Linked DNA regions of Zea mays: region 1 is linked to region 2. The links are chromatin contacts, called in public Hi-C maps. All regions are on one chromosome and are shown on one strand. Each heading gives the region's core, a stretch centred on a gene start, on an enhancer-like site or on the middle of the called end of the contact. The rest is flanking DNA. Distances are from core to core; before and after follow the strand shown. Region 1 has its middle 91 kb from the start of LOC100285165. Region 2 holds the start of LOC100282871 (serine carboxypeptidase 1).

Evidence for each region. Hi-C and Micro-C count contacts between places; a contact is called where the count stands out from the background.
Region 1: a Hi-C map of leaf shows a contact between it and region 2, with 6 times the contacts expected there. The contact joins the enhancer-like site here to the promoter of LOC100282871 in region 2. A contact is called at or near these places in 3 of 25 Hi-C or Micro-C datasets (bundle sheath and leaf).

The regions. Positions count from the first base shown.
Region 1 is chr7:40,563,915-40,571,452 of Zm-B73-REFERENCE-NAM-5.0, forward strand. No RefSeq gene overlaps it. Among protein-coding and RNA genes, the nearest start is that of LOC100285165, 91 kb to the right of the region's middle. Within about 2 kb of position 3,032, at least 8 of the 20 cell types and tissues checked have an H3K27ac peak or open chromatin away from gene starts, as enhancers often do. A contact at or near this core is called in bundle sheath and leaf, where this site is marked.
Region 2 is chr7:40,374,981-40,382,391 of Zm-B73-REFERENCE-NAM-5.0, forward strand. It overlaps LOC100282871 (serine carboxypeptidase 1), which reads right to left and starts at 3,224. Exons shown (of 14, transcript NR_178076.1): 1 at 2,899-3,224; 2 at 2,578-2,735; 3 at 2,402-2,478.

The DNA of each region.
Region 1 (7,538 bases), core at 1,782-4,281, 190 kb after region 2:
CTGACAGAGTGAGGCTGACAAGCGGTCAGGCCCGACCTCAGGCGCCATAGGAAGCTCCGCTCCGCCCGACCCAGGGCTCGGACTTGGGCTCAGCCCCTGAAGACGGCGAACTCCGCTCCGCCCGACCCAGGGCTCGGACTCGGGCTCAGCCCCGGAAGACGGCGAACTCCGCTCCGCCCGACCCAGGGCTCGGACTTGGGCTAAGCCCTGGAAGACGGCGAACTCCGCTCCGCCCGACCCAGGGCTCGGACTTGGGCTCAGCCCCTGAAGACGGCGAACTCCGCTCCGCCCAACCCAGGGCTCGGACTCGGGCTCAACCCCAGAAGACGACGAATTCCGCTTTGCCCGACCCCAGGGCTCGGACTCAGCCCTAGCCTCAGCCGACGGTCTCCGCCTCGCCCGACCGAGGGGCTCGGACTCGACCACGGCAACGGAAGACAGACTCGACCTCGACCTCGGAGGAGCCTCCACATCGCCCAACCTAGGGCGCGGGCCGGCCACGTCAACGGGAGGCGCCATAATTACCCTGCCCCAAGCTGACTCAGGCTACGGGGAACAAGACCGGCGTCCCATCTGGCTCGCTCTGCTAGATAAGCAATGATGGCGCCCCGCACGCTCCCTGACGACGGCAGCTCTCCGCCCCCTTACGGAAGCAAGAGGACGTCAGCAAGGACTCGACAGCCCCGACAGCTGTCCCTCCGCCAGGCTCCAGCGCTCCTCCGACGGCCACGACATCACACGAACCGGGCGCCAAAACCTCTCCGGCCGCCACGATGGCGTGTACTCAGGGCGCTAGCTCTCCTCCGCTAGACACGTAGCACTCTGCTACACCTCCCATTGTACACCTGGATCCTCTCCTTACGCCTATAAAAGGAAGGACCAGGGCCCTCTTAGAGGGGGTTGGCCGCGCGGGGACGAGGACGAGACAGGCGCTCGGTTGAGGCCGCTCGCTCCCTCTCCCGCGTGGACGCTTGTTATCCCCTACTGCAAGTGCACCCGACCTGGGTGTGGAACGAACACGAAGGCCGCGAGATTTCCACCTCTCTCACGCCCGTCTCCGGCCACCTTTCTCCCCCCTTCGCGCTCGGCCTCGCGCCGACCCATCTGGGCTGGAGCACGCGGCGACATTTCACTCGTCGGCCCAGGGACCCCCCGGTCTCGAAACGCCGACAGTTGGCGCGCCAGGTAGGGGCCTGCTGCGTGTTGACGAACAGCTTCCCGTCAAGCTCCAGATGGGCAGTCTCCAGCAACCTCTCTGGCCCGGGACGGTGCTCCATTTCGGGAGTCTTGAGTTCATGTCCCTCGACGGCAGCTACGACATGATACTCCTTCCCCCGCCGTGCGACACCGACAATGGCGGCCGACAGCCCGCCCGCCGGCGGCGGAATCGACGACGTCTTCCCCGCGTGGTGGAAGAACAACATTCGAGCTCACCCCGTCCTCTCCCCCGCCGACGGAGGAGGAGGCGGGGCAACCAAGGCCAAGCAGGAGGCAGCGCCTCGTCGGCTGTCGAGCGAGTCGACGGCGCCAGCACCCCAACGGGGGGCGCGTCGGGCATCGACCTAGCATTTGAGACGAAGACGAGCGCTGTCTCCCCGCAACGCGCCGATTCCGATCAAACGGACGACGCCAGCACGCTCGCGAAAGGCTTGCTGGACGTCACCCTCGTACCTGAGATGACGGTGCGGTCAGTCCCCGACATGACTTCATCACCGCCCGTCGACCAAGAGGTACCGACCGATTCCCATCTCACGCCCCCTGGATTCAGCCTCGACCCGCCAAGTGACTTCGCTTTGGCGGGCGCTCTCATAGAGGCGAGTCCAAACCCTCTGGGGTTTCGTATGCGGTCACCTTGGGACCGGCTGACGGACGTCTCGACCTACGAGCCCTCTGGGTCCGAGGAAGACGACGCGCCCGACTTCTGTTGGGATTTCTCTGGACTTGGCAACCCCAGTGCCATGCGGGACTTCATGACCGCATGCGACTACTGCCTTTCCGACTGTTCCGACGGTAGCCGCTGTAACACCCCAGGTGTTTATATTCCGCTCGATAGCGAGTACAGATTTAAGCACGTGATATCAGTGAATAAGACAGACACTAAGGTCTAATTATTTTCTCCTATCGCAATTTTTATATCGCATCGGTGTCGTCTGTCGCGAGTGCGACGTCGTTTATTTTTATCCATCCGGGCTCTTCCGAAATTTTCGTGATGTTCGGAATACAGTCGTTCCAAAAATCGGTGCGTCCGATGATTATTTAAAATTCGTCGCTCGCACGAATACGAATTCGGAAGGTCGATTTATTCGGATAATTTTTATCCTCGGACAAATTAGTTTGAACTTGACAACTAAAATATTCGGGGCAAAATAATTTGTATCGCGCGTTGTCTGAGAAAAAGCGTGCGCGAGGTTGTAATCCAATTAATTCTTCAGCACACTGTTTCGACGACAAAATCACGTATACCTTGCGGATCTGGTTTCGACTAATTTTAGTCGAATCCCACAGAACAAATTACCGAAAACGAAATCAGTCTTATTCGGCCCGTGGTTTCTTGCCGGATCCGAATCTTCGGATATAAGTAATTAGCGATTAAAGTGGTTCGCTAAATCCGAAGCATGTCATGTGTATTTGTGTGGCGTGTCGATCCTTTATTCAGCGCTAAAAATCGGGATCAGTCGCAGGGTAAATGGTCGAATTCGATGTACTCTGGTTCAGTCCGTTTACATCGTACCCAGAATGGTTACGAAAATTATCCAAACAAGATTTAACTAGAGCCGTTATTCCTCTAAATTTCTGCTTTGTGATTCGGATAATGAAATATGTAGTCAGTACTGTCGGCCTAGTATACATTGCAAAATAAAATCGTGAGATAAAATATCTATGAAATTCTTTAAAGAAAAAAATCTCCTTCTCGCTGTCGTACTCCCTCAGCCTCATCTCTCATCTGATTCCCAGGCAATCAGCCTTATCCACTATCTTTAATTTTTCTACGCACATCGCTGCAAATATCTCTTTCTTGTCTTCTCTGTAGGCTGAAATCTGTATCCTCCTGGTTGGCCTCATCTTCAAGCCGCTATTCTCAGCCGATCTCCATCCCTATCTACCGTGCCCTGTTGATTTTTTTCTTTTCCTGACCGCCCTCCCCATCAGATCTTTTTGCAGCATTGTTCTTATCCCTGCGCTCGCGTCCATCTCTGCTCTCTTATCTTCTTTCCAGCGCGCGTAGGCTTCCTCTGGGATTTTTTGCTTGCCGACTTAATCTTCCAGCTGAGCGTAGAGCTTCTTCCTCCTCAGCCATCGCCCAAGTCTTCTTCTTCTACGCGCACAGGGTTCTCCTCTGCGCATCCTCTGCCTCTCCCAGCGCCGTGGCTTCTCTGAGTTCGTCGCTGGACACGCACCGTCCTCTGCTCGTTCGGTGCCCCTCTCTCCAAGCTTCCATGGCGGCGTTCCCATGGCGCCTTGGAGCCCCAGCTCAGCCGACGGCCGGGAGGACGCGCTGGGTCTCCCTCTGCTCGGTCGTCTCCCTCCTCCCGCTCCAGCTCCCCTGTGTGCCGTGGATCTCGCGCCCCTGCCCAAGTCCGGCTGCCTGGTTCTGTCCAGTTCGCGTCCTGCTCGCCTTTACGTCGCGGTTGTAGCGTTCCGTTGTTTCTGCGCGTGCGGCCGCGAAGCTCCCTGTTCAGTTCGCCTCCGTCGCCTTGTCGTGCGCGCGAAATTGCTCGCAGTCCATATCAAGTCCGTGATGTGCGCGCTGGACACGATGAAATGCTGCGTGTCGTGCGTCGTCCATCCTAGGTCCTCATCGTCGCGTCGTTCGCCTTCGCACTATGTGCGACAGCACCGTCGTTTTCCCTGTCTTGTACTCGCATGGTTTCCTGCTCGCCGGTGCGCCCTCTCGGCTCGCTTGGCCTTAATTCTCATCGTGTCGTCGATTCCGCCGGTTAGCGTCGTTCGTCATTGCGTCGCGTGTGTAGCTCTATATACGTCACCCTCCTGTGTCGCCGTCGTTCCGCGCGTCAGCAAGAAATCTCAAGAGGCGGGTGAAGACGGAGCCAGCAGTGTGGTATTCACCAAGTGCGCGACAAAAATCTCGGACATCCTGCGCGACTCAAGTTCGACTCGTCAGAATTATTCAGTCGAGAAAAAGATCTTCAGCAATTGATTACCGAAGAAAAGAAGGCCCCTGGGTGACGTCTACCGGAACTCGTAGCCGTGCTTGCGACTATTGCGTCGAATTAGTCAAGGTAAGCAAATTTGTTATTCGTATTAGCGGATTGATGGATGGTTTGACTAGGTAAAATATTTATTAAATTGTCTGGGTCGCTTTGGTAAATTGGTCGATGTCGTAGGATAAAAGAGGTCTCAATAGATCTCAGTATTGCGGAACTGTAGGTATTAAAAATGAAAAGTGTTATTAATATATATGATACACAGGTTAACCGGTAAATTAGCTTAGAAAGTAATGAAAGTTCTTCTATCAAATTTTATAAGTGTTAGGTGCCCGAGAATTTTGAAGTTAAAATTATAAGCCGTTTAGTGTGTTCTCTAGACTAGGTATGGTATTTTATGTGTTGATCGAGTTCATGCTTAGAATGGATGTTGATTGCTACCTCGACTGTTTAGCTAGGTTAGAAGAGCATGATTGTCGTAGGTAACAATATATCGATAGCTAGTGTCCGCAATATCTCGTCATTAAGTAGGTTATTTCTCTTTGCGTAGCATCGTAAAGTCTGGTGTTATTGTTCCTTATATGCATTTATATGCATAATGCATTTCATTCAGGTACGTTAATTAATCGCGTGATGCGGAAGAAGAGCCAAGTCGACCCCAAGCGCGGGCTAATCCACAGGATGAAGCTGATGGACAATGGAGCGAGTATCGAAATAAAGGCTGATCGTCAAGTGGACGTCATCTAACAACACTAACCTAGTGTTACTCAGGCAAGCCCCGGTGCATGCAACCCCTTTCCTTGTGTTTTTAAATACTTTTCGCACACTTTAAGTCTAGTGAAATATGCATTAGGTTCATAGGAGTTGCTTGGAACCCTTTGATGCATTGCTTTCCTTGATATCCATACCTTTATAGATACTTCTGTGAAGTATCAAAATTATGATTTACAAAAATGCTTAGCCTTGCTTAGACCTTGTGGATAGAGGTTGTCCTCAGTCTAACCCGGGAGAGGATGGCTTCTACCTGCAAGAATATTTTCATTTGGAGCAATAGTGGGATCTTACTGCAAAGTTCCCTGTGATGCTCTTTCATCCTAAGGAACAGACACAATCCTAAGGATGGAAATACTTAAATTGAGACTTGGGTTAGGAACAGGTGATGTTCTACCCAGGTTGGTTAAGGATTAATGCGTATGTAGGCGTGCTGACCGAGGACCCTTTAACTGGTCACATGCCTCGTCATGGGTAAGCCTTGCCTCGGGCAGACTAAGGCCAGAATAAGATAACACGAAATGGGCGTGGAGCGGTGGCGAGAGTAGCGTGTACCCTCCGTGGCAAGAGGCCGGTCGGTGGTGTATCTGTGCTCTCGGTTTGCGTGAACCTGATCTGGTCTTAAGAACCCCGGTGGCGGGTTGACATATGCAAGGGTTAAGTGCTACATATGTCGTGTGATTGGAGATCCTCAGCTGAGTATAATCAATTCGGATCGCCGTACCTTCGCGGTTATGAAGACTTGGTCACTTTTCTACAACCTAAAGTCAGGATGTGAACACTATGGATAAAAAGGATGTTGTATTGATGAGATGTTGAAATTAGACTAGATGCAAATAGAGTCTATTAATACTTAATATGGCGTTAAAAGATTGAAAGTAAGGACTCACTTTAGTAAGCTACTTCTACAAAAATATAAGTTGATTTTTGCTAAAGCCTCTCCTTGACTCCCACATAACCAGCATACCCTTGAGAGTCTTTTCTTTAGTCGGGTAAGTCTTGCTGAGTAATTCCGTACTCAGGGTTTTATTCCCTGTTGTTTTTCAGGTTCTAACTTTGTGCTGTTGTTGACGGTGTTAAGTGCCGGTGGGCTCGGCCTTCTTATAAGTCTAAGTAACCCTTCTATACTTCTTATTGAGGATGATCCCTTGAGCTAGCATATATTTCAAACTTATACTTTTGTAATCACTCCGATAAACTAATGTAAAATTTTTGTAACCTGTAAAATTTGGTAGTAAGATTTCCGCTGCAACAATATTGGTGTGTGTGATTTGTGTTACTTAATCCCGCGGTTCTGGTTGAAAGTGGTTTATCCGATGTCCTTGGGGCAATCGGACAGATCCTGTTGAGTTATCTGGTGCACATGCATGGCTGTCTAAGGTCTTTGGGACAAGGACAGGTGCATGTGGGCCCAATAACTTGGAGGTTCTGCCACAGCCGCAGCCTCGGCGACGAGGACTGCGGCCCAAGCCGCGAATGTTTCCACGTCGATCTAGGGGGTCCCTTCGAAGGCAACCATCTCGGCATGCCGGAGGACGGTGATCTCCCTAGGCCGGTGCCTCGCGTTGACATCCCACGGGAGCTAGCTGTGGTCCCCGTTAAGGCGGGGGGCCATGACCCACAGCTCGAGCAAAACCGCGGGGTGCAGGCCAGGCTCGACGAGGGAGCAGGAGCGCTTGAGCCGATCCGCCGGGACGTCGGGCAGGAATGGGCGGGCCAACCTCCGGCCGGAGAAATGCGTCATCTACCCCAGGGCTTCCAGCACCGCATCGCCGACGATGTCAGGATGAGGTCGCCACCCGCTTCCAGTGGGGTCGGCCAGAACCTGGCTGCAGCAGCAATGCTCCTCTGTGCGATGCCAGAGCCATCAACCACTGAGGGGCGGCGAATCCAGGGAGACCTCAAGAATCTCCTGGAAGGCGCCGCGGTCCGACGGGCCGAGAGCTCCGCCTCCCGAAGGCAGGGGTACCCCTCGGAACATCATGCCGCGACTTCCCGATTCATGCGGGAAGCCTCGGTCCACACCGGGCGCACGCGCGACACAGCGCCTGTGGCCCCGGGTCGCCTCAGCAACGAGCACCATCACCGCGACCGTCGGGCCCACCTCGACGAGAGGGTGCGCCGAGGCTACCACCCCAGGCGTGGGGGACACTCCGACAGCGGGGAGGATCGGAGTCCCTCGCCCGAACCACCCGGTCCGCAGGCCTTCAGCCGGGCCATACGACGGGCGCCGTTCCCGACCCGGTTCCGACCCCCGACTACCATCACAAGTACTCGGGGGAGACGAGACCGGAGCTGTGGCTCGCGGACTACCGGCTGGCCTGCCAACTGGGTGGAACGGGCGATGACAACCTCATCATCCGCAACCTCCCCCTGTTCCTCTCCGACATCGCTCGCGCCTGGTTGGAGCACCTGCCTCCGGGGCAGATCTCCAACTGGGACGACCTGGTCCAAGCCTTCGCCGACAATTTCCAGGGCACGTACGTGCGCCCTGGGAATTCCTAGGACCTCCGAAGCTGCCGACAACAGCCGGGAGAGTCTCTCCGGGACTACATCCGACGATTCTCGAAGCAGCGCACTGAGCTGCCCAACATCACCGAC
Region 2 (7,411 bases), core at 1,974-4,473:
TGAGCGATTACTGTAAAATTACTAAGTAACTAGATACTTACTACAAGACTGTGTGTAAATGAAATTACTGGTTGATTGAGAAATTACTGAACAAATGTTGCAAAATTACTGAGTGATTACTGTAAAATTACTGAGTACTAGATAATCACTATGTAGCTATTGTTGTTCTTTTTCTCGGTGTGTAAAATGAAATTAATGGGTCATTGAGAAATTACCAAACAATGTTGTAAAATTAATGAGTGATTACTGTAAAATTACTGAGTAACTAGACTCACGGGAGGTGCGGATCGTGGATCTATCGCGCGCGGTTAGGGTGAAGCTTCACCCTAGTTGACAAATAGCGCTTACTGTAAAATTACTGGTTAGGGTGAAGCTTCACCCTAGTTGACAAATAGTGCTAGCCTATGTATATAGTAGTTAGATGTCTGTACGTTGTTATAGTTTCTATTTATGCTTGAGTATACATAATAAAAGATAAAGACACATGTGTTCTGTTGGTTAGGTAAGTGTGGATGTTGATTTGGAGCCAACAACCACAGCTCAAATACGCATTTGTGCAAAATTTTGGCTTTTTTACAATTTAATAAATATGGGAAAACAGTGGAAACTAGCGCTTTCATCACCTGAACCAAGCTCCCAACTTAATTACGACGAACCTAATCACTCTCGCTCAGCTTTGAAATTTCTAAGGGCCTGCACTGCACTCTTAATATTTCAAAATCTACAGCTTTGTTTTATGTATTTCTACAGGAAAGCAAGTGGCCTTCTCGGTGAAGGAAGTTTTTGAAAGCAGAGCATCTCTTCCTCACTCGTTTGGCTCACTCGTTTGGATGCTAGTGGTCTGAACGCAACAACTGAATTAAATAATACACGGGGAAGCTTAGTTTAATGGGAAATTTTCAGCCGTAGCTAGGGCAGGAAACGAGTCGAGCCGACCTCGGTTCGGCTCGACTCGGTGCGGCTCACTGGTTGACCGAGCTCAGCTTAGTTCGGCTCGACTACTCAACGAGTTGAAGGAATCGACTTGGCTCGAAGTCGGCTCGCGAACCGCGTCTTGATAAATTATATTGTATTATATAGTGATTTAATAATATATAAATGTGAAAAATATAATCACATTTAACATTATAAATAAAATTATCTAGTATCCATCATTATTTTATAGATTGATTAATTTGACAAAGCTCGCGAGCCAGAACGTGTTGGATCGGCTCGATGGTCAACGAGCTCGAAAACCTGGCTCGGCTCAGCTCGGCTCGCTTGAGGCTCACGAACCATTCTGCCCCGAGCTCGAACCGGCTCGCGAGCCTCGAGTTTTTTTTCTGGTCCTAAATGTAGCATGCTTTTGCAAATCGGTTCTTTAAAGTGGTGCACTTAGTTTTGCTGGTGTATGCACTGGTTTAGGAGGGCTTTTGCTGTTAACTTGTGTAATGCAAAGTTTGTATTATTCCCTCTTTCAATATATTTGCGTGGCAAAGCTTTTGCCACTTATTTCAAAAAAAAATCTACAGGCGGGCCCTTAGAGCACCCATTTCTATTAAACAATTTCTAGAATGCACGCCTTCGAAGTGTCTGGCTTAGGACATCCGACTGTGTTAGAAAGCAGTCATCTTAGGCCTGTTCCGATCCTCGCGGCCTAATTGTTTGCTGGTGGCTGACAATTAGCCGGCAAACAATTAGCTAACAACAATTAGACAGGATACGTTTTAAATCTTGGTTAATAGATGTCTTTTCTATTTATACGATCTATTAGCACATATTAGCAAGGTCAAATGACACAGCCATCCGGCTACCAATTCGCCAATTTATTAGTCAGTTTGTTTAGAGGACAAGATGCTTTTGACACATGGATCCAAACATAGCCTTAGGAGCGGTTGTTATATTTTGTTAATACGGACAGCGACCGCCCCAGCAAACTAATCGAATCAGCTAGTAAAAGATAGTAGAAAATAGAGCACGTGCATCATGTCTATAGACTATTTTATTCACGCCGACCCACTTATTCATGTCAAAATATCGGCGCAACCTTCACAAAATTGTTTACGCAATCATTTCGTTGGACATGGAAAGTTAACAGGTCGGACAACAGCGATGGATCACCAGCAAAAAAATAACCGGGGGTGTAGGATTTACATATACACATGTTGGATAGAAAAGGCAAAGGATAAAGCTGGGGGTATTATTGCAATTTATGAGGTTCACGACTCGTACGCACGACAGTGTCACACACAAAACTGTGTTAGTATAATAGTTTCTCTTATACATTAATATAATAACTGTAGCTGTACTGTGTCTGTGTGTCAAACGAAAGGAAAGGGAAGAGAGAGAGAGAGAGAGAGTTGCGTATCGTATTCGTATCGTGTCGGTAGAGGTGTAAAGAAACAAGGGAGATTTGTTTTACCTTTGACCACGAGTTGTGGTTGTATCGCAGGCGCGGCAGGGTGCCGTTGTAGGGTTCCAGGACGAATCTGATGGGACCTGCGAGGCGAGAGAGAGCATCCAGCATCTTATTTTTCACACAAGGCAAATCAAAATCGCTCACTCCAACTCCATGCATCATCCAAATACTTGGCGTACCGATCTCGTAGGCGAGGCCGCTGAAGACGGAGCAGCGGTCGCCGCCGGTGAGCCAGAAGAGGAAAGGGGTGTCATCGGCGGCGGCGGCGGCGCCGGACTCGGCCTGGACGAAGTAGTAGAAGAGCTCCACGCCGGCGTCCTCCTCCACCTCCACGTACCTTCGTTTTGAGTTTCAGGGCAGCAACGGTGGTTAGAGGCTACATCTACATGTGCCGCGCGCGTGAGCTACTAGTAGTAGTCTAGTAGTACACCACCAGGATGAATGAATGAAGAAGAAGAAGGAGGATACTACTAGTAGACACGCCACGCGGGCACGCGCACCCTGTTTCGAGGTGGAAGGGGAGGTCGCCGTCGAAGCCAGGCAAGCTGGTGACCACCACCCGTCCGGAGCTGGAGCTGCAGGCGAAGGCGAGGAGCAGCAGGAAGCAGAAGAGACAGCGGGCGCAGAGGCCGTGGCAGACCGAGCGGAGGAATCCAGGCTGGGGGAGGACGAGGAAGCGTGGCCGCGGCCATGCCGCCGTCGTCATCTGGAAGACGTACTTATCCCCGTCGCAGTTGCGCAGGTGGAACAAACGAAACGTATGGATGGATGAACGGAAAAAACAAGTCTAGTAGAGGAGAGAGAGGCTGTGCTGTTGTGTTCGTGTGGATGGTTCAAGACGGGACGGGAGGTGGGTGGCGAATTTTTTTGCATTTTGGCCCTTGCTCGGAAAAAAAAAATCAGGTTTAGACTCTAAAAAATTTTAATATTATTTTTAGACCCTTTGCTCAGCGCAATAGGCTATGGCACCGAGGTAACACAGCTCGGCGTCATAGGTTATGGTGTCAAGGTACGTGCTGTGCTGGCACAAACGGACGTCGTAGCGTCGACGTGGCACCGAGCTCGTCTGTCTAGCACTCTAGCTCAGTCGGTAGAGCGCAAGACTCTTAACCTTGTGGTCGTGGGTTCAAGCCCTACGATGGGCATTTAATATTTTTTGTCTTTGTCACTAATTTATTTTTTGTTGTCCAGATTTTTCGTTTATGTCGCTGATTTGTCCGTCTAGATTTATTTCTTATCCATATTTTTTTTTGTTTTTTGACTGATTTGTTTATTCGTCCATATGTTTTTTTGTTTATCCCGCGAGCACAGCGGTTGTGTGCCACAGTGGCCGCGAGCTGTCAACTTCCTCCCTTGTTTGCTCAGCTAACCTACACCTAGGAAAATCAAACTAAACAGCAAATGGACTATAATGTTTAAAATTTCTTTTGGAAATGCAATTTGAAGATTAGCATAGGAATAACAATTATGTTTCTCTTTGTCAATCAAAAAGTGACCTGCAAAATAATAGCATGGTTAGATCTATGCATCGTTCCTTTGATGGGACTCAGCATTGAATGGAAAGGTTAATTAAATTCGCGGATTAACTATACTGTTTAGTTTAGTAGTATGTAAATTAAATATAAAAGTGAGGGACTGTACCCACTACACACAAACACAAGCTCACAAAGTATTTTGTCCACTTGAAAAACTTAAATTTGTTTGAAAAATGTTATGGTAAATGGAGGGAATGGAATTAAGTATCACCTAGTGGAGTAATTTATGCAGTAAATTCTAAAATATATCATCCATGAGACAAGTATATAATGGAGTATACTTTTATTTAGTGCAGAGGGAAAAAGATGAATATGTGTGCTTCTTCTTATGTGGTCATGATTGAAGTAAGAGTGTTCTCATTTGATTTTTATTGTGGTTAGCTGAGCAAACAAGGGAGGGAGTTGACAGCTTGCGGCCACTGTGACACACAACCGCTGTGCTCGCGAGATAAACAAAAAAAATATATGGACGAATAAACAAATTAGTCAAAAAAACAAAACAAAAAAAAAATCTTGACGGACAAATCAACGACATAAACGAAAAATCTAGACAACAAAAAATAAATCAGTGACAAAGACAAAAAATATTAAACACCCACTATAGGGCTCAAAACCCACAGCCACAAGGTTAAGAGCCTTGCACTCTACCGACTGAGCTAGACAGACTTTGTGTACACAATTGAGCTCCGCGCCAAGATATGGCACCAAGCTCGGTGCCACGTCGGTGCCACGACGTCCGTTTGTGCTAGCGCAGCACGTACCTCGGCGCCATAGTACATGGCGCCGAGCTGTGTTACCTCGGCGTCATAGCCTATAGCGCCGAACAAAGGGTCCAAAAATGACATTAAAATTTTTTAGGGTCTAAACGTAATTTTGTTTCTGAGAAAGGACCAAAATGCAAAAAAATTGGGGTGGGTGGCCAGCCAAAGTCCATACTACAACTTCTATATCGTTTTGCGAGGAATATAACATTAATTAATGCTATACGGAGTAATCGTCCTATATTATACAGTACTCCTGAAAATATATCTGCCTGCCGAAACTCTGGCGGGCTCGGTGCGCTGCTACTCTACCAAGTTCGCTTTTGTTCTCGCAGGCTGTCTGCCTCCCTCAGTCCGCCTCGCGCGCTATCATGGCCTCTTCTCGACCTTCCCACCGCCCTTCTCTTGTCGCAAGAAAGACGTGTTTGATTTAAGAAATAAGCTAGTCTATTATTTTCTTTTTTTTATTTTTATTCTATTTGATTTATATAATATAATAAGTCGATCTATCATTAGCTCATTTTTTATAGTTAGTTAATCAGTACTAATATGAGGAATGAAATCAACCAAATATAAGGAATAAAATCAAACAAATTAGAGGACTAGACTCATAATACACCATCTTATTTTAGATGGAATGATTCCTCAAACCAAACACCTCCTAAACAAAGTCTAATATCTAAATAGAGATCTAAATATTAACCTACTAATTAATATATTTTTATAGCTAGAGTAAATAAAATAGAGGTCAAATAGAATCAGAAAATTGAGCGAGTAGTGCCTCCACTCGCCAAAATGTGGGTTTACCTGTGTCGTCTCGTGCTCTTCGATCTTTACTGCACCCGGCTCACCACTCTTACCACTGCACGAATGCCTCTTCTTCCTTCCTCCGCTGGTGCATGACGATAGCGGACCTGGTCGTAGAATTTTGGGGAAACAATTCTTCTGCAGTTATGTTCACTGATGTGTGGAGCTAGATCCAGTGCGGCCCTACACGTCAGTGGCCCATTTGTGGTTACTTCCCCTGAAGTAACTACAAAGGATAGGAGTGGATATCGAGCTAGCTCGGCTTGACCGAGCTCGAGCTGGCTCGGCTCGACTCGTGCCTCGGGACTATCAGGGGGGCGGGTGCTTACAAGGCGAACCTTTCTCTTGTCCTTCAGCTCACTAGTGAGCCCTAGGGGCCCAAGTATCTTTTCCCTGAAAATATTAATATGCTAACATTAAATTATGTTCATCAAACCATCATTTACTGTTGAGTTCAATTTCACATATTATATGTACACCTAAGAAAGTGAACCAAAATCCGGATGATTGCAATGTCGCGGGGTCTTCCCCTTGCTGATGATATATTTTATGTAGTTGTAGAGATAGAGAGTAAAAATAGCATACATAATGTGATCATATTTTCTCAAATATTTGAAGTATATTTATTCATTGTTATATTATTGGTTAACTGCAAAGTCCATAACTTCAGAAGCCTTTGTTTTTTCTTAGCAAAAATAAAAAAAGTGCAATAAGTTTTCATAGGCTCATAGCCTTCAGAAGTATCCATATTTGTGAGGCCCTATATGAATGCAACATCAACTCACACATCTCATTGATTGACTTCTGAATGGTTTCTACTATCATATACACACTCATAAGGCATGGACATACCTTAGTCGCGTTGACAACCATGGTGGTGTTTGGTAGGCATGAGATTTTAGCTTTGGGTAATGTACCTACTATCTCATATTATCAAGGTACAGCTGCATACTCAAATTCTAGTCTAGAAAAATGAGACATATTTGGCATAAATGAGAAATTTTGTGCAAGATTCTAAGAATCTGAGCAAACCAAATAGGCCCCATGATGAGGCAAATGGAGCAACAATGATAGAGAAATGTTGAACAACATTTTTAGCACCTGAACCGCTGAATGGTCCGATTATATGGCCTAGATAGCCCACATCTCTAACGTCCATCGGATAGCACGTCCACGATTACATTAATTGAGGATGGAATCACTTATCACGTGCATGGTTATCCTAATAAACCCACGGGAATTGTTGGTTCTTTCCTAGAAACGAGTCAAAGCCTCCCTATGATCTTCCGACCCCAAGGCAGCCCTAGGATCCCTCCCGGGAGGCAAGATCCAGGTTACACAGTAGATTCACAAAGCCCTTTGAAACCTCACGGATGGTCTATCGCCTCCACGTGGATGGTCCGCGCGCCTATAGAGAAAAGGGGAGCTCCCTGTGCAGAGTCATGGACGACAATCCGTGCGCCTGTAGAGAGATTCCTCAAGGTCCTATTCCCGTGAGTGAGATCACCAAAAAGGAGGCAACACACTTTTTGGAGACTCCGTTGGGGATGACTATGTTTCAGATTTATTAATCAGCCCCAATGGTCGATTCTAAGGATTGTACCAATGTCACCCCAAGTAACATCGTCAGGCCAACTATGGAAAGTATGTCCACCGAGGAACAACAACGATTTGAGGATCTCATGAAGCAATGGGACAACGACACACTGAAAGGGAAATGGTCTTTTCCATATTCTCTATTTTTTTGGTGCTTGATGATAATCACAACCTTATGGACTAACTTGTTTGTCTAGTCTATAATTCATAGGTGCATATGTCCGCTCAATTCAGTTCTAAGACAGAAATAGCTCAAAACAAACCATGGAGGGGTAAAACTTGGAAAATATAAAGAATACCTAGTTTCACACTTT